Regions from separate parts of the Mus musculus genome. Here all the other regions are linked to region 1. The links are chromatin contacts, called in public promoter capture Hi-C maps. All regions are on one chromosome and are shown on one strand. The core of a region is the stretch at or near the end of the contact, and the rest is flanking DNA. Distances in the headings are between cores, read along the strand shown.

What was found. Promoter capture Hi-C pulls out the DNA fragments that hold promoters and counts their contacts. Capture Hi-C pulls out chosen DNA fragments and counts their contacts.
Region 2: a contact with region 1 is called in a promoter capture Hi-C map of pre-B cells, with 2.3 times the contacts expected there. The contact joins the promoter of Rgs10 here to the promoter of Rabep2 in region 1. A contact is called at or near these places in 3 of 39 promoter capture datasets (liver and pre-B cells).
Region 3: a promoter capture Hi-C map of liver shows a contact between it and region 1, with 3 times the contacts expected there. The contact joins the promoter of Armc5 here to the promoter of Rabep2 in region 1. A contact is called at or near these places in 5 of 39 promoter capture datasets (the C10 cell line, liver, neutrophils and 1 more).
Region 4: a promoter capture Hi-C map of liver shows a contact between it and region 1, with 4 times the contacts expected there. The contact joins the promoter of Pycard here to the promoter of Rabep2 in region 1. A contact is called at or near these places in 3 of 39 promoter capture datasets (the SN4741 cell line, liver and pre-B cells).
Region 5: a contact with region 1 is called in a promoter capture Hi-C map of neutrophils, with 6 times the contacts expected there. The contact joins the promoter of Kat8 here to the promoter of Rabep2 in region 1. A contact is called at or near these places in 5 of 39 promoter capture datasets (the C10 cell line, liver, neutrophils and 1 more) and 1 of 9 other capture datasets (adipose tissue).
Region 6: a promoter capture Hi-C map of liver shows a contact between it and region 1, with 4 times the contacts expected there. The contact joins the promoter of Vkorc1 here to the promoter of Rabep2 in region 1. A contact is called at or near these places in 4 of 39 promoter capture datasets (liver, neutrophils and pre-B cells), 1 of 484 Hi-C or Micro-C datasets (B cells) and 1 of 9 other capture datasets (adipose tissue).
Region 7: a promoter capture Hi-C map of adipose tissue shows a contact between it and region 1, with 2.5 times the contacts expected there. The contact joins the promoter of Zfp646 here to the promoter of Rabep2 in region 1. A contact is called at or near these places in 3 of 39 promoter capture datasets (liver and pre-B cells) and 1 of 9 other capture datasets (adipose tissue).

Annotation. Positions count from the first base shown.
Region 1 is chr7:126,426,844-126,430,318 of GRCm38.p6, forward strand. Rabep2 (rabaptin, RAB GTPase binding effector protein 2) reads left to right here and starts at 1,924. Exons shown (of 13, transcript NM_030566.2): 1 at 1,924-2,313; 2 at 2,733-2,942. The coding sequence starts at 2,289.
Region 2 is chr7:128,416,512-128,419,986 of GRCm38.p6, forward strand. It overlaps Rgs10 (regulator of G-protein signalling 10), which reads right to left and starts at 1,661. Exons shown (of 5, transcript NM_026418.2): 1 at 1,555-1,661. The coding sequence starts at 1,603.
Region 3 is chr7:128,235,608-128,239,082 of GRCm38.p6, forward strand. It overlaps Armc5 (armadillo repeat containing 5), which reads left to right and starts at 1,750. Exons shown (of 6, transcript NM_146205.2): 1 at 1,750-2,982. The coding sequence starts at 2,520. 9130023H24Rik (RIKEN cDNA 9130023H24 gene) reads right to left here and starts at 2,424. Exons shown (of 1, transcript NM_177001.3): 1 at 1-2,424. The coding sequence starts at 1,812. The coding sequence ends at 799.
Region 4 is chr7:127,992,144-127,995,618 of GRCm38.p6, forward strand. It overlaps Pycard (PYD and CARD domain containing), which reads right to left and starts at 1,724. Exons shown (of 3, transcript NM_023258.4): 1 at 1,240-1,724; 2 at 972-1,028; 3 at 1-822. The coding sequence starts at 1,510. The coding sequence ends at 569.
Region 5 is chr7:127,910,714-127,914,188 of GRCm38.p6, forward strand. Kat8 (K(lysine) acetyltransferase 8) reads left to right here and starts at 1,804. Exons shown (of 11, transcript NM_026370.2): 1 at 1,804-2,029. The coding sequence starts at 1,819.
Region 6 is chr7:127,893,768-127,897,242 of GRCm38.p6, forward strand. Vkorc1 (vitamin K epoxide reductase complex, subunit 1) reads right to left here and starts at 1,850. Exons shown (of 3, transcript NM_178600.2): 1 at 1,642-1,850; 2 at 738-847. The coding sequence starts at 1,814.
Region 7 is chr7:127,876,157-127,879,631 of GRCm38.p6, forward strand. Zfp646 (zinc finger protein 646) reads left to right here and starts at 1,545. Exons shown (of 3, transcript NM_172749.4): 1 at 1,545-1,951; 2 at 2,414-3,475. The coding sequence starts at 2,497. It overlaps Zfp668 (zinc finger protein 668), which reads right to left and starts at 680. Exons shown (of 3, transcript NM_146259.4): 1 at 1-680.

The DNA of each region.
Region 1 (3,475 bases), core at 674-3,173:
AGCTGAGACAGGAGAAGCAGAGCTGAACAGAGAAGATATTGTTGTTGTTTTTGTTTTTTGTTTTGTTTTTTTTCCGAGACAGGGTTTCTCTGTATAGCTCTGGCTGTCCTGGAACTCACTCTGTAGACCAGGCTGGCCTCGAACTCAGAAATCCGCCTGCCTCTGCCTCCCGAGTGCTGGGATTAAAGGCATGCGCCACCATGCCCGGCTGAGAAGATATTGTAAGGAGCCAGGAGAAGAGTGTATGAAGAAACCACTAAAAGTCGCTGAATATACAGAAAAAAAAATAGAATAAAACTTACACCTAGATCTTTGGATGTGATTCCTTGCCAGAGCAGCCAGGTTGCTGGATTAAAATTCCTCTACAAGGCTAGCCTGTAACCAAGAGGAAATCTGCTTTGCTGTGGGTGCTGAAGCTGTAAACGATGTCATCGGGCTCCCACAGCAAATACTTTTACCCACAATGTAGTCCCTCAATGGCATCCCGCAAAAGATGTCAAAGCGGCAGTCAACCCCAGCCACAATAAAATGCCCTCGCAGAAGCTATCAAAAATGCCAGCTCCTGTCAAAATGGTGGCAGGGAGGAGGCCTTCTCAGCCTGCAGCCATCACAGGAGCTGTCCACTCGGATGCATTTCCTTACCCCCGCCCCCACCTCAGCAGGAGCTGTCCACGGTGGTAACGCCTTTCCTGCCTCGGCCTACACTCTTGGTGAATTACTACAGCAGGAGCTCTCCAGCCTCGCCAGCGGCCCTACAGAGGTGGTGCCTCAGTAAAAGCCGGCTGTGGCCAGGAAGGACTTCCTACCTTAACCCATAGCCTAGATGCAGGAAAAAAGGAAGGCGGGGGGGGGGGGGGGGGGAGTCAACAATCCTTAAGCAGGGAAACCCACCAATCTCTGGGCTTCCCGCAAAACCCCACCAATCCCTGAGCTCCCCAAAGTCAGGACTTGAAATCCCACCAATCCTTAATCTGGAACTCTCTGCCCTGAAAAGCTCCACCCCTAAGAAATCCTATCTAAGCTCTGCCCTCTATTTAATTCCGTGCTGTCTGCTCCTGGGAACAGAGGGCAGCCACCCCTGGATTTGTTCTTCACACCCAGGACCCTCCAATAAATCTCTTTCATGAGATTTTTCAAGGCAGGATCATATCAGCATCCAAGCAGACATTATGCAGAAGGAGCTGAGAGTTCAACATTTTGTTCTGAAGACAGAAGACTGGCTCCCAGGCAGCCGGGGGTGGGGGTCGGGAGGGAGTCTTAAAACCCACACCCACAGTGACATACTTTCTCCAAGAAGGCCATACCCACTCCAACAAAACCACACCTCCAAATAGTGCCACTCCCTGGGCCAAGCATTTTCAAACCACCACAGGCTGTCTGGGGATAATCTGTAGTGGGCTCCCTCTAACACTAAAAGCCCACCAGTAGGCACATAGGAGGAGGAGATAAGGGTTATCTTGCTAGTTCAGGCGTGATGGGTACTACGATTGGGTGTTAGTGCTGGAGAAATGAGGAAGGCATCCTGGTATAAGTACACTGGTGTGCATTCCAAGGAGACCACAAAGAATCAAGGACTTCCAGGTTCAAAGTCTTTTATAGAAAACCGGTTTGGAGGCAGGGGGACCCAGGCTCTGTACTTGTTTGAATTGCTGTGACTCTCCAAAGCGAGAGGTCATACATAATGAGAGATTGACCCAGACCCAGGCTGAAAGATTTACAGCCCTGGGAGTGGAGAAAGAGATTTGCAGGAAGCCATATGAAAATGGGATTGGAGACACGTAGATTTCGCACCTCTGCCACTGACTGCGCCAAGCTTCAGAACGCCAACCCAGCCCTGGCCCGCGGGGCGGAGATGCTGGGCGGGCCGGGCACACTTCGCAGTAACGCGAGTCGGGTTACGGCGGAAGGGCGGCCGGGCGGAGGGAAGGAGGAGGCCGCGCGCAGCGTCCTCTAGGACTAAGACCAGGCGTTCCAGGAGGTGGCCTCGAGTGGAGCCTCAGCAGATCCTCAGCACCAGAGAAGACTACCGCAGACCCGAAGCCCTCGGAGCTTCCAGGGAGCGCGGGAGCGCGGGGGCGGTCCCACGAGGCTGCAAGAAAGGCGGGATCCAGGCCGCGCGTCCACTCGAGTGCAGTCGGCGTCTCTTGACCATCCCGCCCTCCCACCCCCCGCGGCCCCTGCAGAGCCGATCCGGAAACAGCCGAGCGGATCCGGAAACAGCCGAGCGGACCCGGAAGCGGGAGTGCCATCACCAGTGAGTGCGGGAATCCGCCGTTTGGGCTGAGACGATGGCAGCTGCGCCAGCAACCCTAGGTGAGAATCGGGGGCACCGGCGGCCAGGAATCGGTGCGGGAGTTGCGCCGCTGCGCACGTGGGGAGCAGGGGGCTGGGGGCGGAGCCGAATGCGACTGCTGGCGGCAGCCGGCCAGCGCGGAGGCTCGGGAAGGGGGCGGGGCACAGCGCCCACCGGGGTGGGCGTGGCCTACACGGTGGGTGTGTCTGTGGGTGGGGCAGGTAAGGGGGCGAGGCGGGGCCACTGGAAGGGATTGGACGGTCGAGCCAAGTTAGTTGGGACTCCGGGAGGGGCAGGACCAGGGGAATGGGATGAGGTCCTTGTAGATGGAGAGTAGGACTGGGTTACTGGACTGCTGGGTGGCCTGAGGTGTTAGGAGATCGGCAAGCCGTGGGAATAAATCTTGGTCACTGTCCCCCCCACTCCCCGCTCCCCACAGCGCTGGATCCCCAGCCCCAAGAGAAGCAAAAGGATGCATCCGAGTCAAGTGAGCTCAGTCGGCTTCGTGCCGAACTGGCCGGTGCCCTGGCAGAAATGGAAACCATGAAGGCTGTAGCTGAGGTGAGCGAGAGCACCAAGGCGGAGGCAGTGGCTGCAGTGCAGAGACAGTGCCAAGAGGAGGTGGCCTCCCTGCAGGCCATCCTGAAAGGTGAGGCACCCGCTCCCAACACAACCCACCCGACAGCCTGTCTGCCTGCGCCCCTCTAGCAGGGAATGCAGGGCGAGGAGGGCTTCAGATGAGCTTCAGGTAGCTCAACAGAGAAAAGACTGTGTCCCAGAACCTGAGTGCCCCTTTCTATTTTGCAGAGAAACACCACAAGTGTTGTCAGCAACTCTTGTCAGTCACAGCTAAGTGTAGCAATCATCTTTACCCATGATACCCATGGGTATCATTTCTTGTTCTTGCTGACATAAGATCAGCCCAGAATACGAGCCAGAAACTTCGCATTTCTCTGAACCACCCTCATTTTCCTCTGGGCCTCGAGGCTCGAAACTCAGCCTGTTGTCTCTGAGCTTAGTCCTATGATTTCCCTTCCTTCCCAGGTATCCCTACAGCACCCTACACAAATACATGCATCTCCTTCCTTCTCCCCCTCTGTCTCATGGCCTCTGTGGATTGGGAGACACCAGCTTTCTTGGTCCCAGGTCCTCTGCCTTTTCCTGTTCTCCTCTGGGCAGAGG
Region 2 (3,475 bases), core at 411-2,910, 2.0 Mb after region 1:
TATCGGTAGAAGAAAACTGATTTCCATAAGTCATCCTCTAACCTCCACATACAAGCTGTAGCATGCAAACACACATATGCACACACACACACACACAGAGACGCACACGAGCACACACATACACATGATAAATATGATCTAAAATAAAATTTAAGTATGTAGTTAAGTCCACAGCTTCCTGAAATCCACTGTTCCAGCCTTGATGTCTGACATATGTTGATATGTCCCACCACAGTTCATTTCAGTCCACCTATGACGTAGCAACCAGTTCCCAGATGCCCTGAACATTTAGCAATTGGTTCTTGCAAGCTACACTGAGCCAGCACCAGCACAGCTCTGCGGCACAGAAAGGTCCAAGGACATTCATTATTCAGTGTGGCGGAGTGGCAGAGTCAAGGTTGGAGTTTAACTCCGGTGCCTAGAATCTGACCACCACTCAGTGTCAGCCATCAGCATCACAAGGGAATGTGACCACTCGGGAACACTAATGGAGCATTTCAACGCATATTAAGACAACAGTGCAAACTCTTTACAATAACTCTATGGAATCTGACTTTAGTGGGGTTGTCTTAAATAATTAATGAAATGATTTGCATGTGGCTGATGGGGGGGGGGGAGTCTCCAATTAAGCACTTAAAGCTACCCTTTGCACATCCCCAGTCACAAAGAAGTTGCACAGCTGTCGAGTGGTGGCCAAGGGATTGGGTCTATGTCTGATTGCAGCCGCTTAACCACGTTTGATATTTACGTGAAAAGAGGAAACCGGCTAAAGCGTAGTGAATCTCTGGGCGACAGAAAAGCAAGCCTTTGAACCCCGAACCCAGAGTCAAGCAAATAAACCTACGTTTAAAAAAATCCATCAGCTAAGAGTAGAGCAGGTTACCCAACACCCTGGCTTTAGAGCCCCACCCCTCCGACGCGGCTGCTCTAATGGTGAAGACAAGAGAAAGCACACAAGGTGTCAACACAGCTCCTGGCCACAACCTAAGCCATCAAAGAGTGTTAGGTGTTATTAAGAACAAAAAGGATGGCACGATTCAAATCACCATTTCTGCACCGTGGGTTCTTTGTCTTGCCAAGTTGCCCCAAACTGTGGGTCAGGCAGGTTCAGGGGGAAAAACAAAGTGACTCCCCCGCCGTGTCACACAAGTTCCTCCCCCGCCCTGGTGTGCAGCCACCTTGGGACTCCACTTTTTTTGGCGCCGCGGGGCCGGCCACTCCGGGGATGCAGAGGTCCGGCGGAGCATCCTTCCCATTCCGCCCGAGAAAGAGGCTGCACGCAGGAGGGAAGCCTGGCTTCCCACGCTGCCTCGGAGTGAGGGGCTGTTAATGTGTCTCCCGTGGTTCCCAGACCTTCTCTAGAAAGAAAGCTGCTCTGACTCCCGCTTCAAGCCCAACTTCCTCCCCGGGCGGCTCCCCGGCTCTGCGCTCCCGCCGCGGCTGGGACAGAGCGAGCGGGGAGGAGCGCGGCTGCTGTCCGGGCGGCACAGCGAGCCGCGCCAGGGGACCCGGCGACCCCGTCCTTCCCGCGCCCAAGCGCCCGCAACCGCTTACCAGACGGCGGCCGCTTCCTGCTCAGTCGGCTCACGGCGCGGGTGAACATCGCCGCGGGCGTCCAGAGGACGGAGCAGCCGGGCAGCGCGGCGGCTAAGCCCGAAGAGGGCAAGGAGGAGGAGGAGCCCGCGCGACGCCGCCCCTCCAGGCTCCGCCCGCCGCCTCCTCCCCGCCGCGCTCCCCTCTCCCTGCCCACCCGCGCCCGTGGGCACTGGGTCCAGCCCTCAGTTACCCGCGCAGGGCAGGGCGCGGTGGCCCCGGGTGACCCTCAGCTCCCGCGCACATCCCGGTCCCTCCCCTCGCGGCCTGGAGACATACAGCGTTCGGTGTCCCTGCCAGGCCCGAGTCACCTCCCAGATCGCCCCCGGGTCTACCCGATTCCGTGGGCGCGCGGCCTGCTCACGCCGCGAATGCCCGGGAGGCGTCACCAGAGTCCCGAGCCAAGCCGCCGCGAGTGGGCGCCCACTCTGGCCCACGCCACGCCTGTGCCGGGGCTTCCAAGCCCCGGGACAAACCTCGGAGAACGCTGTCTGGAGCCTCTGCGGTTTCAGAGTGGATCTGAGCGCGCCAGCACATTTTTTAACTTGGACGACACTTGGGTGCAGTCTCAGGAGAACCTTTGCGCTCAACTACCGGAATCCTGTAGATCCCAGCGCCGGGCTCAACGCTCCTCCTGGTGCCAGTCACCTGCTCAGCGCCGCGCTCCACGCTCATCTAGTTTCCCATTTCTTTTTACCAAACAGCCCAAGAGGGGGGTGTCGTTAGCCCCATTTTCTTGAGCATTCGGTTTGCAAGGAATTGTCTTTCTGGCGAGTTTTATTTTTCTCCTTGTGGGTCTGGCTTTGTCTCGAAATTGGTCTTTATTTTTAGCTGTGCTAATTGCTATTTTTCTAAACCATTCCCCAGTCGCCCCCCCAACCCCCCGCGCGCGTTCTTTCGCAGGATTTTCACTAGTTGGCACTTTCCTTTATATCTTCTATTCTGAGCTTCCCATTTTGCTCTATTTTCCTCCCTTTTTGTCCACCCTGCAGTCCCAACGCCACCTCAGCCCTGGCCCTCTGTGGTTATTCACCATCTCTCTGCCTACCCTTCCCCACTCCATCATTTCCAAACACGGCCATTTGTGCTATCCAAAGAGGATGTTCCGTCCCCTGAAGGCTGCAGAGGTCTTCAGCTGCGGCTTGCAGGTGAGCACCATCAGTGTGGCTTCCAAGCCGGGGTTTCTGAATGTCTCCAGCTGCTATTGCCGCCCGCCCCCCCCCCAAGCTTCCTGGCCATTGAAATAGCTCTTGGGTCATAGGCTCTGTAAAAGCTGAGCCTAAACCGACACAGACACAGACATAATGGTGCTCTCCTTTAATCCCAGCAACCCCAGCACTCCGGAGGCAGAAGCAGGAAGATTCTTTGAGTTAGAGGACACCCTGATATACATAGCAATGTCTAAGGCAGCTACATAGAGAGTCAGAAGGAAGGAGTCAGAAGGGAGGGAGGGAGGGAGGGAGGGAGGGAGGGAGGGAGGGAGAGAGAGAGGGAAAGAGGAAGGGAAGGGAATGAAGGAAGGAAGGAAGGAGAGAGAGAAGGCAAAACCAAACCATCCCAGTGGGATCACTGCATTCTGAGAACAGTAACAAAATTTTCCCTGCCCACCTCCATTGAAAGCGTCCCCAGAGGCTGATCACAAATACACCGAAGCTAACACAGGAAAGGAGGAGACTCTAGCACAATGGAGTAGAAGTTAGACACAGGCAGCCAAAGCCAGCAGCACTAGCAGCCAGGTTCTTCCCACCGTGCCGGCAGCAAGCCTGGTGTGGTCTAAGACATGCTCCGAGGGAGGCCGTACTGAGAGAACAGCTCCAAGCTTCTTAGACAATGGGAAATAATGGGGAAGGTTAGCAGCTTTAGGTCCCCTTCTCCGTCCTGT
Region 3 (3,475 bases), core at 500-2,999, 1.8 Mb after region 1:
CACCCAGAGTTTATGTAACAATCCCAAGGTCAAATTCTCCGGTCCTTTTGCCAAGACATAGCCTTTGATCATCCCCTTTGGTCCTCCTCCAACCTCTGGCTACTGTAGTCCTCACATGGACTTTGCCTGGTTTGTAATCCTCTTCCTCCAGAGAAAAAGGAGTTGTTGCTTTTGTCATGGTTAGCCTATCTGCAGCTGGGGCAGGAGCTATGTGGTTTTGGGCATCTAAAAACTTTTGTCTAGCTAATGGAGATTCTGAATGAAATCTCAGAAAACAGGACTTTTGTGTGTGCATGTGTGTGTGTTTAAATCTTGTTTCTCTGAAGGCAGACACAGCTCTAGTGCTGTTCGTCTAGCCTGTGGCTCAACCCAGATGCCATTTGTGAACCCCATTAGTGGCCCTTAGTTAAGTCACCTTCGGGACGTAGAAAAAAAGAAAAAAAAAAAAAAAAAAACTAACAACACTCTGGTCCCTTCATTGAAGCCAGGGATAACTGCAGAAACTCTCATCTTGGAACACCCATTGATGTTAGACAAGGCTAAGCGTTATGGGCAAAGGCTTGCCTTATTAAGGGGCAGATGGAGGTCTTCTTGCTCATGTGGGTCACCTGGTAGAAGAGCAAGTGGGAAATCTGACTGCAGCTCTTGACAAACCTGCAAATGAAAGGCCTTTGCTTGTGTGCATAGGCTGGTGTCCACAAAAATACTAGCTGCAATCAGGAAACTTCTAGGGTTTCTTGCCCATGTGTGAACATTGATGGAACTGTGGTGTGAGATTTTTGCCACATTCTGGAAAGGTCATTTGCTCAAGTGGATGCGCTGGTGTTCAGTGAACATGGTGATCTCACTAAAGCCACGACCACATTCAAGACACCTGAAGGGCGGTTCTCCATTGTGAGTGCGCTGGTGCCGTAGGCAGTTTGAGCTGTTGGTGAAGTTCTTGCCACACTCACAGCAATTGTAGGGCTTCTCACCCGTGTGTGAACGCTGGTGTTCTAGCAGATAGGAACTTCGCCCAAAGCTGTCTCCGCACCAGGCACAGAAGTAGGGTTTCTCGCCTGTGTGACAGCGCTGGTGCTGTAAAAGGTTAGAGCTCAGGCTGAAACTCTTGCCACAGAGGCCACAGCGGTAGGGTTTCTCACCAGTGTGAGTTCGCTGGTGCTGGATCAGGTTGGAGCTAACCCTGAAAGTCTTTCCACACTCAGCACACGCATAGGGCTTTTCCCCAGTGTGCACCCGCTGGTGTTTTGCTAGGTCTGCACTGCGACCAAAGGCCTCTCCGCACTCCATGCACTTGTGCGGCCGGAGACCTGAGTGAGAACGACGGTGTTTAGTGAGATTAGAGCTGAGGCTGAAGCAACGGCCACATTCTGGGCAGGGGTATGGTTTTTCACCACTGTGAACTCGGTAATGCTTAACCAGATCTGAGCCACGCCGGAAGCTTTTGTCACACTCTGGACAGCTGTAAGGGCGGTCACACCCATGGCTGCTTTGATGGTGAATGAGATCAGAGAGACTGGGTACAGCCAACCCACAATCCCTACACTTGAAAGCTTTGGGGACTGCAGGATCACTGGTCTTGACAAAGGTTTCTTCCTTGGGGCCAGAGCCTGACCTACATAAGTACTGCTGGTCCAGCATTTTTTCCACGGGGGCTGGTTGTTCCGGCCGCGCCAGGAGGGGGCGCTCATGTAGCGCGGTCTCGCGATCCAGGGGCGACCTGGGGGCTCCCGGGAATTTTGACGTCCGGTTCTCCAGCAGCTTAGCCCCATCTAGATTCTCCCTGGTCACTTCTGGAGCCGCAAGTTCCATTGCGGCCGAAAAGCGCTCGGTTTCCTAAATGCCACCCGTTTAACTCATCAGCACAGTTGGAGAACGGGGCACTGGAGGCTTGGAGGCCGGTACCGGAAACGGAAAGGTCCCCAAGCCCGAGAGACTCTAGGAAGTGGCAGCGAACTTTCCCGGTAGGTTTAACTCTTTCATTCGCTTGGCGAGACCTTTCTGTCGGGAACTTAGCACTTTTGAAACGGCTTGGGGTTCTGCGAGTCTGTCAGTCCGGCTTTCGGAGCCATTGATCACCGCGCTTTGAGGGTTGCCAATCAAGTCTGAACGTCGCCGACAAGGACGTACCGGGAGCGAAGTGGCTAAGTCACGTTGGGGAGCACAGGACAGCACTAAGACTCCACCGCGGGGCGTCTGATCCTAGGAGCAACAGTTCACTCTTCGGCCCCGGGAGGAGTTTCTCACCCACTTAAACTGCACTAAGCTTGGCGCCGACTACATATCCCAGCATGCACCGCACGCGCCTCTTACTTTCCCACAGATAAATACCATTCTCGCCATGTCTTCTGCGACTGTGCAAGTACCGGAGTTCCAGAATCTAGAACTTGAACTTCCGACTCGCAAGATAACTGCGGCGGCGCTATTCCGAGGAGCAGCCTGGCCACGCCCCCCTCTTCCAGTTCCGCTCTCTCAGAGTACCGGCGAGACGCGGGGCGGAGCCTGAGGCCCGGGCCAAGATGGCGGCTGCGAGACCGGCCCTTACGGACTCGCTCTCGTTTTGCCTCGCGCAGCTCACGGCGGCGGCCGGGGAGGGGCCAGGTGGGGGAAAGGACCCAGCTACCAACGAGACACCCCTGGGCCGCGCGCTCTTAGCTCTTCGCACGCGCCACATCAAGGCGGCAGAGGGGATTGAGCGCTTCCGGGCACGCGGCGGGCTCCGCCCCCTTCTCGCCCTGCTCCGCCGAACGGCTGCTGCGGGCCCCGCCCCGTCCCAAGCAGCCTCTGGCTCCGCCCCTTCGTCGGTTGCGTCAGCTGGTTCTACCCCTGGCCACGCCCCCGCTGCCGAGTCGCTCTTGACGCCTTCGTTGCCAATGCGCCTGCGCAAGACGCTGGATTTGGCGCTCAGCATTCTAGCCAACTGCTGTACAGAAGGGGCGTGCCGGGCCGAAGTGCGGAGACTTGGAGGCATTCTCCCTTTGGGTAAGTGCTCCGCCCCCATTTCTTAGAAAGGTTCCAACCCACAGTATCTGCGCTGCCCTTCCATTATGCCAGGCCTCTGAGTACATGCTTTGTGATGGTGCAGCGCCACTCATCTCCTCAGGTGTGATGCTATGTGACGTCACTGCTCTCTCCATAAATTAGACCTGGACCTGCCCAGACCAGAAGTAGATACTGACTCCTGCCTCACTTTTGAGCAAGTGGCTTATACTTTGTTTTTGGTGCTTCTCGGGGACAGTACCCGTCCCTGTGCAAGGCTTCACATGGAAGAGCAGGAGGCCAGAAAGTGTAGTTTTAAAAGTTAGAAAGTGAGTTTAAAAGTCAGACATACCAAGCAAATCACCCAACCCCTCCAAAGCAAGAATTCTTTGTGTAATAACAATAGCTACCCGACAGGATTGAAGTTGAGTAGAAAATGAAATTCAAATGTACAGTGCCCAGACTCCAAGCATAAGTGGGTACTTAAACACAGGAA
Region 4 (3,475 bases), core at 474-2,973, 1.6 Mb after region 1:
TGGGCAGATCTCTTGAGTTAGGCCAGCCTTGTCTAGACAGGAGTTCCCAGAGCCCAAAGTCTTCTACGGACTGGTTTGTTTCTAGGTGCCTTTCTAAGCCCCATTGCCTGTTTTTTTTTTGTTTTTGTTTTTTTGAGATAGGGTTTCTCTCTGTACCCTTGGCTGTTCTGGAACAGCCTCCTCTGCCTCCTGGTTGCTGGGATTAACCATTACCTGGTTCCCATCCCCCCCTCTCGCTTTTTAGCTTGACCTGGATAATGTTACATGTGTTCTCAAAGGTAGCCTTTTGGGATAATATGGGAAAAGCTCCCAAATGGGGAGCCAGGAATCATTTGAGAAGCCTTTGCACTAGAATGGAGAAGCCATAACTTGGGTCTGTGGAATTTAGGTGTTGGAGACTGATTTGTGCATGTTTGGTATATGTTCTACCACTGGGCCACATATGGCCTTTGGAAATGTAGCTTAGCTCAGCAAAAACATCCCAGAGAGTAAACACAAATACAAATTGTTTTTTCAAAAATTGTGTATACAAAGTCAGGAGCTAGATAATGTAGCTGGAAAAGATACCTCAGCTCTGCTCCAGGTCCATCACCAAGTAGGGATGTATTTCCTTCAAGGCCTGGAGGAGGGAGTCCTTGCAGGTCAGGTTCCAGGATGGAACAAAGCTGAAGAGCTTCCTCATCTTGTCTTGGCTGGTGGTCTCTGCACGAACTGCCTGGTACTGTCCTTCAGTCAGCACACTGCCATGCAAAGCATCCAGCACTCCGTCCACTTCTGTGACCCTGGCAATGAGTGCTTGCCTGTGCTGGTCCACAAAGTGTCCTGAGGGTGGAAGTGAAAGCAGTGTTTAAAACTGCTTCAAAATTTACTAACGCAGTTTTAGGGGTTGGAGAATCAAGGAAAGCCACCCACCATGACTACATAGGCAAAGATAGGCTGTGCAAGGGTGTGGTAGGGTGGGGAGGCCTCACCTGTTCTGGCTGTACTCTGAGCAGGGACACTGGCTGCAGCTGCCACAGCTCCAGACTCTGCAAAGAAATGCCAGGTGGATCTTTATCAACAGACTTTCAGGGGTTCACTCCCACTCCACCCACGGTGCTAAGTTCAAGGCTACAAAGGGAAGATTTTTTTTTTTTTTTTTTTTTTGGCTATGGCAGGAGGAACAGTTAAGCGCCAAAGAGGCAAGCCTCTGCTGGTGTGCAGGAAGTTGAGGGTAGACGAACAAGGGGACACACTCACCTTCTTTAGTCGTTTGCAGCTGCTCAGCCAGCTCCTGTAAGCCCATGTCTCTAAGCACAGTCATTGTGAGCTCCAAGCCATACGACTCCAGATAGTAGCTGACAAGTTTGTCAGTGAGATCTATGGCGTCCATCTGCAGCAGGGCCCCGCGTGGGATGCGCCCATAGCCTTCTCGCAGTTGCACTGTCAGCAGCTTCATCTTGAACTTTTTGAGTTCATCCCCTGACAAGTTTTCAAGAGCGTCCAGGATGGCATCTCGTGCCCGCCCCATGGCTCTGGGGTGGGCAGCCGCGGTCACCTTTTACTCTTGCTGCTGCTCGCCTGCTGCAGCCTGCCTGCTGCCAGCCCGCCAAGACCAGGAAGTCAGCTGCTTAGGCCGATGGGCATGCTGGGACTCCCCCACCCTCTTTTCTTACAGCTCCTGTTCTTTCCCCAGCAAACTAGTTTTGGTTTCCGCCCCTAAGACTTTCAGACTTGGCTTTTTGGCTAGGCTGAAGAAACTAGGTGGAGGTGGGTTGGTGGAGGAAGTGGGGTGGGGACAGAGGGTGGAGCTAAGTTGTTACTCTGGCAGGTCCGGAGATGCTGAGAGACTCAATAGAGCTTACTTGCAAACCAGCTGTTGCTGAAAAGCAACCTGTTTCTGTTGAGTTTCTTGGAGCATAGAGGTTTAGAATCTTGGAAATCTAGACGCCCCAAATTTTGTTTCCCCAGATCTTAGGATCCACTCACATGCCATTGAATATTAGAATTTTAACAGCTAGAACACTAAGCCCCTTGAATTCCACAGATTTGGACAAAATGAAGTGCGAAAGAGAGTGACTATGTCTTCACCTTAGTTTCTTTCAGCTAAAAGTTTTTGTCACTCCCATCTCTCAGCCTCACATCTGCTAGAAGGTGGGGGACCTGGGCTCATGATGGGTTGGGTTGGAAGGGCTAAGGCTTCTTGAAACCTTACCAAATGCCCCAGCTATTAAATATTTTGTAGTGTGATGACAACTGGAGTGTAGAGACCTGAGTAGACAGCTAGCTACCCCCTTACTCCTGGGCTGGTTAGGATGACCTTGGAGCCTGCTCTGTACCCAGAATTCCTAACTGGCTTTAAACATGGCTGGGGGTCTACTGGTCCATCCCAGTTTTGATCTAGTCAGTCTTGTTTTATACCACACTGCCAGTTTACCCTTATCTTCAAGCTCAGTTCCTCTGGAGTTGCTTTTTCAATTCTTTGCACATGCTGTTCCCTAAACCTTGAAATTGCTTCTCTCTCAGACAAATGCTTGGCTCCTCAACCCTCAGGTTAAATGTTACTTCCTCCGAGAGTCCAGTCTTAAGAGTCCTCCATCTACCCATCTAGATCATATTGCTGCTAGTGAACAAAGCTACTTTTTTGTAGCTCTTGTGCTTTTGTGGGGGAGGGGAGGCTAGGGAGGTTGTTATAATGCCCAGCATGTGCCAAGGGCCCGCTACCTAGTCACCACTTAATGCTTTGCCTATTTATTTACTTTAGATAACCTTGTTGTGTAAGCTAGGCTAGTCTTGAACTCCTGATCCTTTTTGCTCAGCCCCCTGACTGGTTGGAATTGGAATAGCAGGTGTATTCTACCACATCTGGCTTAAGGAGCCTCCCTCCTCTATACAGGATGCCATTCTGTAGCCCTGGCTGTCCTGGAACTCGAGATCCACGTGTCTGCATCGCAAGTGCTTGGATCAAGGTGTGTGCCACTAGGACCAGCAGAGTTTTAACTCTTGACACTTTACAACTATGGATTAAGTTTGCAGGGTGACAGAGTGTCCATCCTTGTGGCATGGTATACCAGCAGCAATTGTGGTGAGATAGCCAGTGTACCTTGACTCATGGCTTATGGTTCCTCATTGATCCCTCCATAATTTTCAGATCATTATGGCCATATATGCATCTTACAGCCTACACAAAGGATGTTGTCCCTTTCCTACTCCTATGAGTCCCCAGATTCCTCAGAGTCAAATGTCATTACTAAGTAATTTTCAACTCTTCTTTAGGCTGGGATCCTCCATAAGTGTCACTTACATGCTTTTTGACAGTCCTTTTAATGGGAAAGATAGCCATGTACAAAAGGGACGATGGACTCAAGAGCACCTTGGTCTGATAACTTATCAGCTTAGCTTCTGTCTTTTTAAAAATAACTGGTCAAACCTAGGGCCTCGTGCATTTATTTGTTTCATTTCTGTTCCCAACATGACTTTCCCTGCTATTTTACCC
Region 5 (3,475 bases), core at 554-3,053, 1.5 Mb after region 1:
AAAAAAAAAAAAGAAACCTTATGAAAACTGATCACCAAATTATGAATCAAAGAACTTTCAGAGAATGTCTAAATGAGATGTTTATCCAGCCCTACTCTGACTCAACACACTGTTGTGTGCTACTGTAAAAGTTACCAGTGCATGCTGGGTACGTAAAACCATGTGGCAGGAGCCAGTCAGTCTCAACAATAGAGCGTGAGAAAAGGAGCTTTATTCCAGTAAGCCAGCTAAGGAGGAACTGGCTGGCATTATCATCCCTAAAAAACAAAGGTCTTACAGTGCTGCTTCTTTTCATCGACTAGTTCGCCCACAACGCAGTTCCTAAAGTAGTATGCACTGGGCAAGCTATTAAAGGTGTCCGGTGCCCCAATACAGTAATTAAGGAAAACACGTGTGTGTGTGTGTGTGTGTGTGTGTGTGTGTGTGTAGAAAGGTGAAGTTAAACAGCAAATTAGACATGTGTTACTCCAATTCATCTACCAATAAGTTTACCTTGAATGCTGCTATATAGCTTATATAAAGCTATGACTTAACCATATGTATATATGGTTTAACCTTTACTGAGTCTCAGAGAATTGGTATTCTGTACTTGGAGGAGTGTCACTACAGATTCTCCAGGCACTGTCTCCCTGCTCAAACCCTTCTTGGCTGGAGATGTTCAGTGGTAGTGTTTGCCTAACATTAATGAAGCTTCGGGTACAATCTCTAGCAGTGCATGAACCTGGTGTGGTGCCATCCTAACCTCAACATTTGAAAGGTGGAGGTTAGACAACCACTCAAGGTTCTCCCTGGCCACGCTCGAGGTTTTTTGTTTTTGTTTTTCAAAGATTTATTTATTTATTATATGTAAATACATGTACACTGTAGCTGTTTTTAGACACTCCAGAAGAGGGTGTCACATCTTGTTATGGATGGTTGTGAGCCACCATGGGGTCTTAACTCGGGACCTTCATAAGAGCAGTCAGTGCTCTTAACTGCTGAGCCATCTCTCCAGCCCCGCTACATGAAATTCTTAAGAGAAAAGAAGTTGCCGGGCAGTGGTGGTGCAGGCCTTTAATTCCAGCACATGGGAGGCAGGGGCAGGCAGATTTCTGGTCTACAGAGTGAGTTCCAGGACAACCAAGGCTACACAGCGAAACCCGGTCTTGAAAAAAAAAGAGAGAGAAAGAGTGAGTAAGTTTATTTTGAAGGTAGTTTATTTGGCACACCTGTTCTTTTCCTGTCTCAACTGGTTTTTGCTCCCACCCTGAGCGAGAGACGCAAATATAGAGTGGGTAGCATATAAAAAGCCCTGGGTTTTGGCCCCAAGCATCCCATAAAACTTAATTCAGTGATAGAGTACAACTGTAATCCCCAGGATACTGCTGCACGTTCAATGAATTTCAGGCTAGCCTCTGAGAACCTTTCTCAAGAAATAGGAATGCTCGCCTTTAATCCCAGCATTCGGGAACCCAAGGCAGGAGGAGCTAGGTCAGCAAGTGTGTAGGCAGCCCGGGCTATGTCACAACAAACAACTCCACAAAAATAGCTAAGTCCGGGTGTGGCGGTGCACGTCTTTAAATACCAGGACTCAAAAGGCAGAAGCAGGTGGATCTCGAGGCCAGTATGGTCTACATAGCGAGTTCCAGGTCAGTTAGGACTGTAATTAGACCCTGTCTCAAGTTGGGCCAATTTTTAGCAACAACAGCCACACGCAGTACGCACAAAACAAAACCTTGCCACGTCACAACCTCCCCACCTCCAACACGCAAGACTATGCCCGCCCCCACTGATCCGGAAATAAAAGCGGCTCTCTGGCCGGTCACTTCCGGCACAGCAATGGCGGCACAGGGAGCTACAGCTGCAGTTGCTGCAACAACTTCAGGAACTGTAGGGGAGGGAGAGCCCGGCCCGGGGGAAAATGCAGCAGTCGAGGGGCCTGCCCGGTCCCCGGGCCGGGTCTCTCCGCCGACTCCGGCGCGTGGCGAACCAGAAGTCACCGTGGAGATCGGAGAAACGTACCTGTGCCGGCGGCCGGATAGCACCTGGCGTGAGGGCGGGGCCCAGGGCCTAGGGGCGGGATTTAGGGAATGGGCATGGCCTAGGAATGGGCGCTCTGTGGGGCTGGGAGTCTTGGGGCCAGGGTGGTGACTCAGGTAAGAAGGCGGGATTTCGGGAGCTGAGAAGCCCACTTTGTAATTGGAGGTTGGAGTCAGGCCATGCTTGTTTTCACCTGTAAAGCCACCAGTCAGCTGAATACAGAGTTGGCCTGTGAACATTCACTCTGGTTCGATTTCAGGCTTCATTTTTTTTTTTTTTTGCTATATCTGTTCCTTCATTGGTGTTTTGTTGTCTGTCTTTACATTTCTCTTGCCCCCTCATCGCCAGCAAAGAGGACAGCCCAGTTCCTAAAAACACGTTTCCTTATCTTCCTTATCTTTTCTTCCTTTTCTTTCCCTCTTCAAAATAAACCTCAAGCTGCTGGCTTCAAAATAAACTCCGAGCTGAGATGGCTCAGGACATAAAGGTATTTGTCACCAAGTCTGGTGATTTGAGTTCTGTCCCCAGGACCCACATGGTAGAAGGAGACAATGATTCTTACTGTTTGCCCTCAGAATCCATATAAGAGTATCCCCCACCCCCTAATACGATAAATACATCTAATTTAAACGAATAAATGTCGGTCATGGTGGCATACACCTTTAATCCCAGCCCTGGGAAGGCTGTGAGTTTGAGGCCAGCCTGGTCTGCATAGCAAGTTCCAGAAGAGCCAGGACTACATAGAGAGACCTTGTCTCAAAACATAATTAAACTCCTTAGACTGGGTTTGTTTGTTTTTTGTTTTGTTTTTTGTTTTTTCGAGACAGGGTTTCTCTGTGTAGCCCTGGCTGTCCTGGAACTCACTCTGTAGACCAGGCTGGCCTCGAACTCAGAAGAAATCCGCCTGCCTCTGCCTCCCAAGTGCTGGGATTAAAGGTGTCTGAGACCTTTCCAGTTTCTAGGCACTTCTAGTAAGGGCTATTGCCAGACCAATCTTGCTCTGCCCGCCAAAACTATGTGTTTATGTGCCTTTTATCACCTGCTCTTGCTATAAGTAATCTCATGTCTTCCTGGCTAGCTCTTACTCATCTCTTAATTTTTGTTTTTTAAAAAGTTATTTATTTATTTTTTATTATTATTTTTAAAATTTATTTATTTATTACATGTAAGTACACTGTAGCTGTCCTCAGACTCTCCAGAAGAGGGAGTCAGATCTCATTCTGGGTGGTTGTGAGCCACCATGTGGTTGCTGGGATTTGAACTTCAGACCTTCGGAAAAGCAGTCGGGTGTCTTACCCACTGAGCCATCTCACCAGCCCCTATTTATTTATTATATGTAAGTACACTGTAGCTGTCTTCAGACACCCCAGAAGAGGGTCTCAGATCTCATTACAGATGGTTATGAGCCACCATGTGGTTGCTGGGATTTGAACTCGGGACCTGCGGAAGAGCAGTC
Region 6 (3,475 bases), core at 600-3,099, 1.5 Mb after region 1:
TGGTGTACAGTCCCAGCACTCCGGAAGCAGAAGCAGGAGAGTTCCTGCAAATTCTAGGCCAGACTGGTCTACATAATGAACTCCGGGACAACTAGGGTTATGTAGAGAGACCCTGTCTCAAAAAGACCCTGTCTCAAAACCTACCAGGTGTGGTCCAAAGCCATGCTTTAATCCCAGCACTCTGATGGCAGACACAGTCAGATCTCTCAGTCTGAGGCCAGCTGGTCTACAGAGTGAGTTCCAGGACATTCAGGACTACACAGAGAAACCCTATCTCAACACCTGCCTCAGCCTCACCACACCCCTCAAAAACAAACCAAACAACAAAAACAAAACCCATGTGAGGTGTGGTGGCCCATGTAGTGACTTCCAGAACGGCCAGGATTACACAGAGAAATCCTCTCCTTGGGTTGGGGGGGAGGGGGGAAGAGGAAAAAAGGTGAGGGAGGGAGAGGGAGAAGAAAAAACGAAAAACTAAACAAAAAGAAAGAAGTTGATTCTTTGCCATAAAACTGAGATTGTGAGAAATCTTTGAGGGCCCTCAGCCTCTGGCTACCTAAACCAAGTAGGATAAGCCTCCTGCTAAGTGTTCTGCTTTCTTGACTCCTTGTGATGAGATTGCTCAGTAATTAGCAGCTGGGTGTCAATTGTCTGGGTCACCGACACGACACGACACGAGGTGGGGCTGCTCTGGATTTCAGAAGACAGGTCATGAAGGGGCAAAGCCACTCACTCACCTAACAACAGCTGTAAGGTGTAGAACAGGCAACCAAATATGCTGTTGGATTGGTTGAGGACGCTGTCCGCTCCTAGCATGTGCTCCACCAGCCCAAAGCCCCGGCCCCACCTGGTGGAAGTGAAAGAAGCAGGTAAGTGGGGTAGGCCAAGTGCCTCTTGAGCTTTTTTGTAGAACAGTGATTAGCAAGAAGCTCCACCTACTAAGAGTCCAAAGGGCATTGACCTGGCATGTCCTGGGGCTCTTAGTGGCCTGTCATCACAGACTATCAATAATTTTTCAGGAGTTGGTGAGATGGCTCAGGAAAAACAAGTATCAGCTGCCAGGCCTGTCAACTGGATCGAATCCCCCCGCAGCCCACAAAGAAGGAGAGACTCAACTCCCGAACGTTATTCTCTTGACTTCCACATGCATGTAGTGGCATGCATGTGCCACCTCACAAACAAATAAATGAAAGGTTAAAAGTTTTTCCCAGCTTGATTTCGCTTTACGGTGATCACAACTGGGAAATCTATTTGCTTGGGCCTACAAAGCTACAGTTCCCTCACCACCCACTAACATTTGGTCCTCCAACCCGGACAGAGTGAGCCACTTTGTCCCCTCAGCACAGCCAATAGTCCACCCCCTCCTCCCGCTTTGTATCATCTCAAGTTTCCTCAGTCTCTATGCAATATACTGCCCTGCCTCCTCCAGTCTTCCCATCATTGGTATTTACAGTATCCTCAGAAAGCGTTCAAGCACCAGTATCTCTGTGAGGTCCAGTGTGCACGTCCGATTACCCACCAAAACCCATGGAGCCAGGCCGCTCTCAAAGTGTCCTTTCTGTGGACACTGCGACCCCAGACTCCAAAATTATCTGGTAACCTGGCCTTCAAGAGCCCCATGCTTTCCATGTCTGCACGCACCGAGAGGAGAAGACGCGGGAACAGCTGATGGCCGTGCCCACATCGCAGAGCGCGCGGTAATTTTCATCGCGGGCGCGCGCCGCCTTCACGTGCAGTGCGTACAGTGAGAGGGCTAAGCCAGCGAGGCACAGTGCAAGCCGCACGAGTCCAGGGCTCCTCCAGGTGGTGCCCATGTCGACAGTACAGCCCAGGGACAGGAGGGAAGAATCGCCACGGGGCAGGGCGGGGCCTGCTGTCACCACGCCCCTCCTACCGGAAGATTGGTCGGCCTCCGCTGGCGTTCTCCAATTCAATTGGTTATTCTTAGGCATGACAGCTAGGAATGCTGGGCTGGTAAACAGGATTTAGGAATGTGGGTAATCATTGATAACGCAGCTGCCGGGCATGATGGGAATTGTAGTTGGAGAGGCTGCAAGACATTAAGGGAAATTTGAGTATGTAGTGCTGTAAAGCTACTTTGTTTTGTTTTGTTTGGTTTTTCAAGGACAGGGTTTCTCTGTGCAGCCCTGGCTGTCCTGGAACTCACTCTGTAGACCAGGTTGGCCTCTAACTCAGAAATCTGCCTGCCTCTGCCTCCCAAGTGCTGGGATTTAAAGGCGTGTGCCACCATGCCCGGCTCTGTAAAGCTACTATTAACAGGACGGTAACACACACACACACACACACACACACAAACACAAACACACTGTCGCTATCTTCAGACACACCAGAAGAGGGCATTGGGTCCGGTTACATATGATTGTGAGCCACCGTGTGTGGTTGCTGAGAATTGAACTCAAGGACCTCTGGAAGTTCAGTCAGTGCTCTTAACTGCTAAACCATCTCCCGTTTAGCTCATTTGGGGGGGGGGGGGAGGTGAGACAGGGTTTCTCTGTGTAGCCCTGGTTGTCCTGGAACTCACTCTGTAGAAGACCAGGTTGGCCTCGAACTCAGAAATCCTCCTGCCTCTGCCTCCCGAGTGCTGGGATTAAAGGCATGCGCCACCACGCCCGGCTTAGCACATTTTTTATGACAAGTTCTGTCTATGCATCTGGTATGTCTAGAACCTACGGGTCAATAGACGAATGGAATTCCGCGAAAGCAGGGATACGACTCTGGAAGCATTTTCCCCGAAATTATTTCAGATACCATTTGTCTACAACCTGTCTTTCAAGATCACCGCCAGCCATCCCTCGTGTCTCACTAGCGCCCCTTGTGGGCAGAGGCACCCTCCCTCTCACAATAAATTCCTTTATCTAGGCCATACTTTCCTGTGATTTCCCAGACCTCTGTACCACTGTGGCGCACTCTTGGCAAAACCTGAGCCTGGATCAACCCAACAATCCCTCTTATATTATCTCCCCTTTACAAATATCCCCCCCTCCCCACTGAGGACCTGTCAGTTCTGTACTGTCTGCCTTTCCACCCTTCCCATTTGCCTGGAGTTTCTTCACCAGCTCCCTCTCCAGTTGTCTTTAATCTAATCCCTTCACAGCCAAGTTTTGGGAAGATTTTACATTCCCAGTCTTCCTTACGTCTTACTGATGCTCACATGACAAACTAGCTGCCCTTGAGCATGTCCTTGACACCTAGTTGCAAGCATGACTTGAACATTGAGTCTAATGTTTATTTTTAGAGTCAAAAAGTTTGACTTCCAAGTGATATTAGTTACTGCTTTAAGGAACTCTTTCTTCCTTGATGGCTGCCCTCTCTCCATGGCTTCTCCTTCTCGGGTCTACTTCTTTTACGTCAGAGAGTGTGGTGGATACTGTAAGTGTTCCTGCTCAGATGGGAAGGTATCCTGGGACTCGGAAGCCCAGGAACGACACAGCTGAGGAGAGAAGGTATTCCAATG
Region 7 (3,475 bases), core at 295-2,794, 1.4 Mb after region 1:
GGGCCGCCGGGCAGACGGCGGAAGTGGAAGGCCGCCTTCCTTGCTCGGGAGGAAGGAAAAACTTAGGGAAGCAGCCCCGAGCCTGCGGAAGCAGAGAAGTATCTTGCGAAGGGTTTCTGGGTGCTGAGGGGCTGGCACGCCGGGCTGATTGACGGCGGACACCCGCCAAGTCGCCGGAAGCGTCTGCAGGAGCTAGGAGGTGGGACGATGCGGAGAGGGCGCTCGGGCTTTGTGGTGCCCGCGTCCACGTCGAGTCCACATTTCCTCTAACAGCGAGGAAAGGACTCAGCGAGGATCCCTCCACGCCAGCCCTGGGAAGAAGCTTTTATGGAACCTCGTGAAAAGTGTCACCAAAGCGCCGTAGCCGGGGCTGCAGGGTCTTTCCTGTGACCGTACTGCCCGAATAAGCACGCGAAGGGTTTCAGCAGCTCTGGACGGAAGTGTGGCTTAAATCCATCCGAACGCCGCGCCGACCTGCGTGGGCGGAGCCAGAGCTGCGCCCGCAGCGGAGCGTGGGGGCTCACGCTGCCTGGGAGCTCCAGCATTCTGGAAATTGAGGCAGGAGGATTGCTCCGAGCTCGAGGCCGGCCCGGGCTGCAGAGTTAGACCCAGTCTCAAAACAACAAAAAGAAAACAAACAGTCGGGCCCACCCGGAACCTAGCGCCGGAAGCGTGTCCGTGCGGAAACACTGCCCGCGGGAGGGACAGGAAGTGTTCCCAGGCGGAAGTTTCGCGGGGAAGCATTAGCATCTAGGACACTTCCTGGTTCCTGGTAACAATAGGAAGTGTCCGCGGAACTGGGCTAGACTCTGGGTTCATACCAGCTGTCCCTGCTCCCTCTACCTCCTCCTCTCTCCCGCACCTTTCCCTCAGCTACCACTCCCGGGTACCCTGGCTGAGTGTGCGTGTGTATGGGCTCGAGAACTCTCGCACCAGCCACCACTTATGGCTCGCGGCTGCAGTTAGGGTAAGGGTCCCAGTGCGCAGGCGCGCTCCCGTTCACGACCTCCAACGGACGCGCCGGCGGCGGGAACCAGAAGGCACTCCTGGTGCGAGGTAGGGATCTAGAGAAGAAATTGGCAGAAAAGACGAGTGACTCTACAGGAATGTGATGGTGGTTGGTTAGGAAAAGGGGACTCGAGTGAAGGAGTTTTGAGAAGTGAGAATTCTGGGACCAGGCTCAGCTGGTGAGATTAGAAATAGTTGTGCTAGGGTCCCAGGAGACTAGTCAGCCCCGGAGAAAGGCCAGATGATGTGGCAGAAATGAATAGCTGCTGCTGGTTTTGGAATGAAGGTTGCCTCTTGAAGTGAGTTTATGTAAAAAAACGAGGTAACACGGCTTTGGATTTAGTGGTGTAAATGTACTTACAAGCTTATCATAGTGTCGCATGATTCTAGTCCCAGTTTGGGAAGCGAGGGCTACATAGTAAGACCCTGTCTGAAATGCCACCCACCCACCCCAAATACACTTGTGTAACAGCAGTGCTTGGCCCATGGTACTGTCCAGCCTGAGTTGCTATCATAATTTAGAGAAAAAGTAGAAGAGGGAATGAAAAGTGTTGGAGACAGCAAGGTAAGGTAGGTAGGGGATAGAAAAGGCAGAGAATAAAATGAACTTTCAACCTGAAATGGAATGGGATTAAATGTACTTAAAGGAAGTAAAACTAACGCCTAACAGGGAAACAGTGTGATGCTGAAAAGGCCAGGTTCATCCCTAAGAGGGCCTCTACCTTCTACAACACATAGGTGACCACTGAAGCCAGGTTCGTCCCTAAGAGGGCCTCTACCTTCTACAACACATAGGTGACCACTGAAGAAAGCAGCTGCTCTGCCATTCTTTTCAGACCACTCGGTTTAGCTGAAGAGTGAAGAAAGAAAGGTTGCACGTCTGTGTAAGGCCTGCCCAACAGTCGTGGCTGTCTCCTTCAATCTCAACTCTCAGGAGTCTGAGGTAGGAAAATTCATAAGTGTGAAACTAGTTTGGGCGACTGAGGGAATCCCAGAGCAGCTTGAACTTTACAGTGAGCTGAGACCATATCTCAAAAGCAAATAGTTCTGGTTCGTTGTTACAAAAACAAACACACACCTCATAGATTTTTGTTAGGTTGTCAGAATGATAGAGTGCACAGTCTGAAGATCAATAAGATCCATTATATATAACCTAAAAAACAAAATCAGTCTGTCTAGGCTCCAGATTTTATTTTCCTTATTTCTCTCAGGCTCTAGAGATGACTTAAACCTGGGGGAACATTTCTAGGAGTTTGTGCATAGCGAGGCTTTCTGAACCTCCAGACCTAAGAGAGAGCGGGTCCCTTGGCATGGATGTTTGGGGAACCTCTTTGCGACTTGCTTTAGTAACCAAGAAACAAAACTGACTCGATCCTTCCTTCTGACTACTGTCCCCCCTTTCTAGGCCTCAGCCCTTCTGCAGAGAGAATGCTGCTGCCACCTGTCTGTCCCTCCTGAGCCTCCAGGGGTTTTCTACCGCTTTGCCTCATGGAGGACATGCCCCTCTCATTCAGTTGCTCTGACTGTCAGCGCCACTTTCCTAACCTCCCAGAACTGGCACGGCATCGAGAACTGCGCCATTCATCTGCTAAGCAGGACGGGGAGGAAGCCGATGGCATCCCTCACCCCTATGGCAGTCACCCGGAGAACTTGGCCAACCATCAGAGGAACCATGAGACTCTTTTTTTCCCCTGTACCACCTGTGGCAAGGATTTTTCTAATCGCTTGGCCCTCCAGAGCCATATGAGGACTCATGCTCCTGAGAGCCACCGAAGGCACGGGCCTCCACATGCCATGGAAACCGCTCCACACCTTGGGAGTGAGACCATGGCTACTGACTCCTGGGGTCAGAGGCTTGGATCTGGGGAAGGCTGGGAAAATCAGACGAAGTTGGTACGAGAGACACATGACTGGGAATCTGGAGCTGACCCCAGGGCAGCGTCAGGGACGTGGGAAGATCCACCTACCAAACAAAGACAAGGCTTAGAAATGCAGCCAGATTCTAAAGGAGGTACGGCGGACTGGGTGCCCGCCGTCAGTTCCGAAGGAGCATCACCACTCCCCACTCCAGCGAGCAACCTTCTTAGCAATTTGGAACAGTATTTGGCTGAATCAGTAGTGAACTTCACAGAGGCCCAGGAGCCCACTGAGCCTCTTCCTACTGAGGGGGAGCGAAAGTACAGGTGCAGTGAGTGCGGGAAGACCTATAAGCATGCCGGGAGCCTCACCAACCACCGCCAGAGTCACACTCTGGGCATCTACCCTTGTTCCATCTGTTTCAAGGAGTTCTCTAACCTCATGGCCCTGAAGAACCACTCGAGACTCCATGCCCAGTATCGGCCTTACCACTGTCCTCACTGCCCCCGTGCCTTTCGGCTCCCCAGGGATCTGCTGGAACATCAGCAGTCCCATGAGGGGCTAAAGCAGGAACAACCATGGGAAGACAAAGAGATGCCTACCACAAATG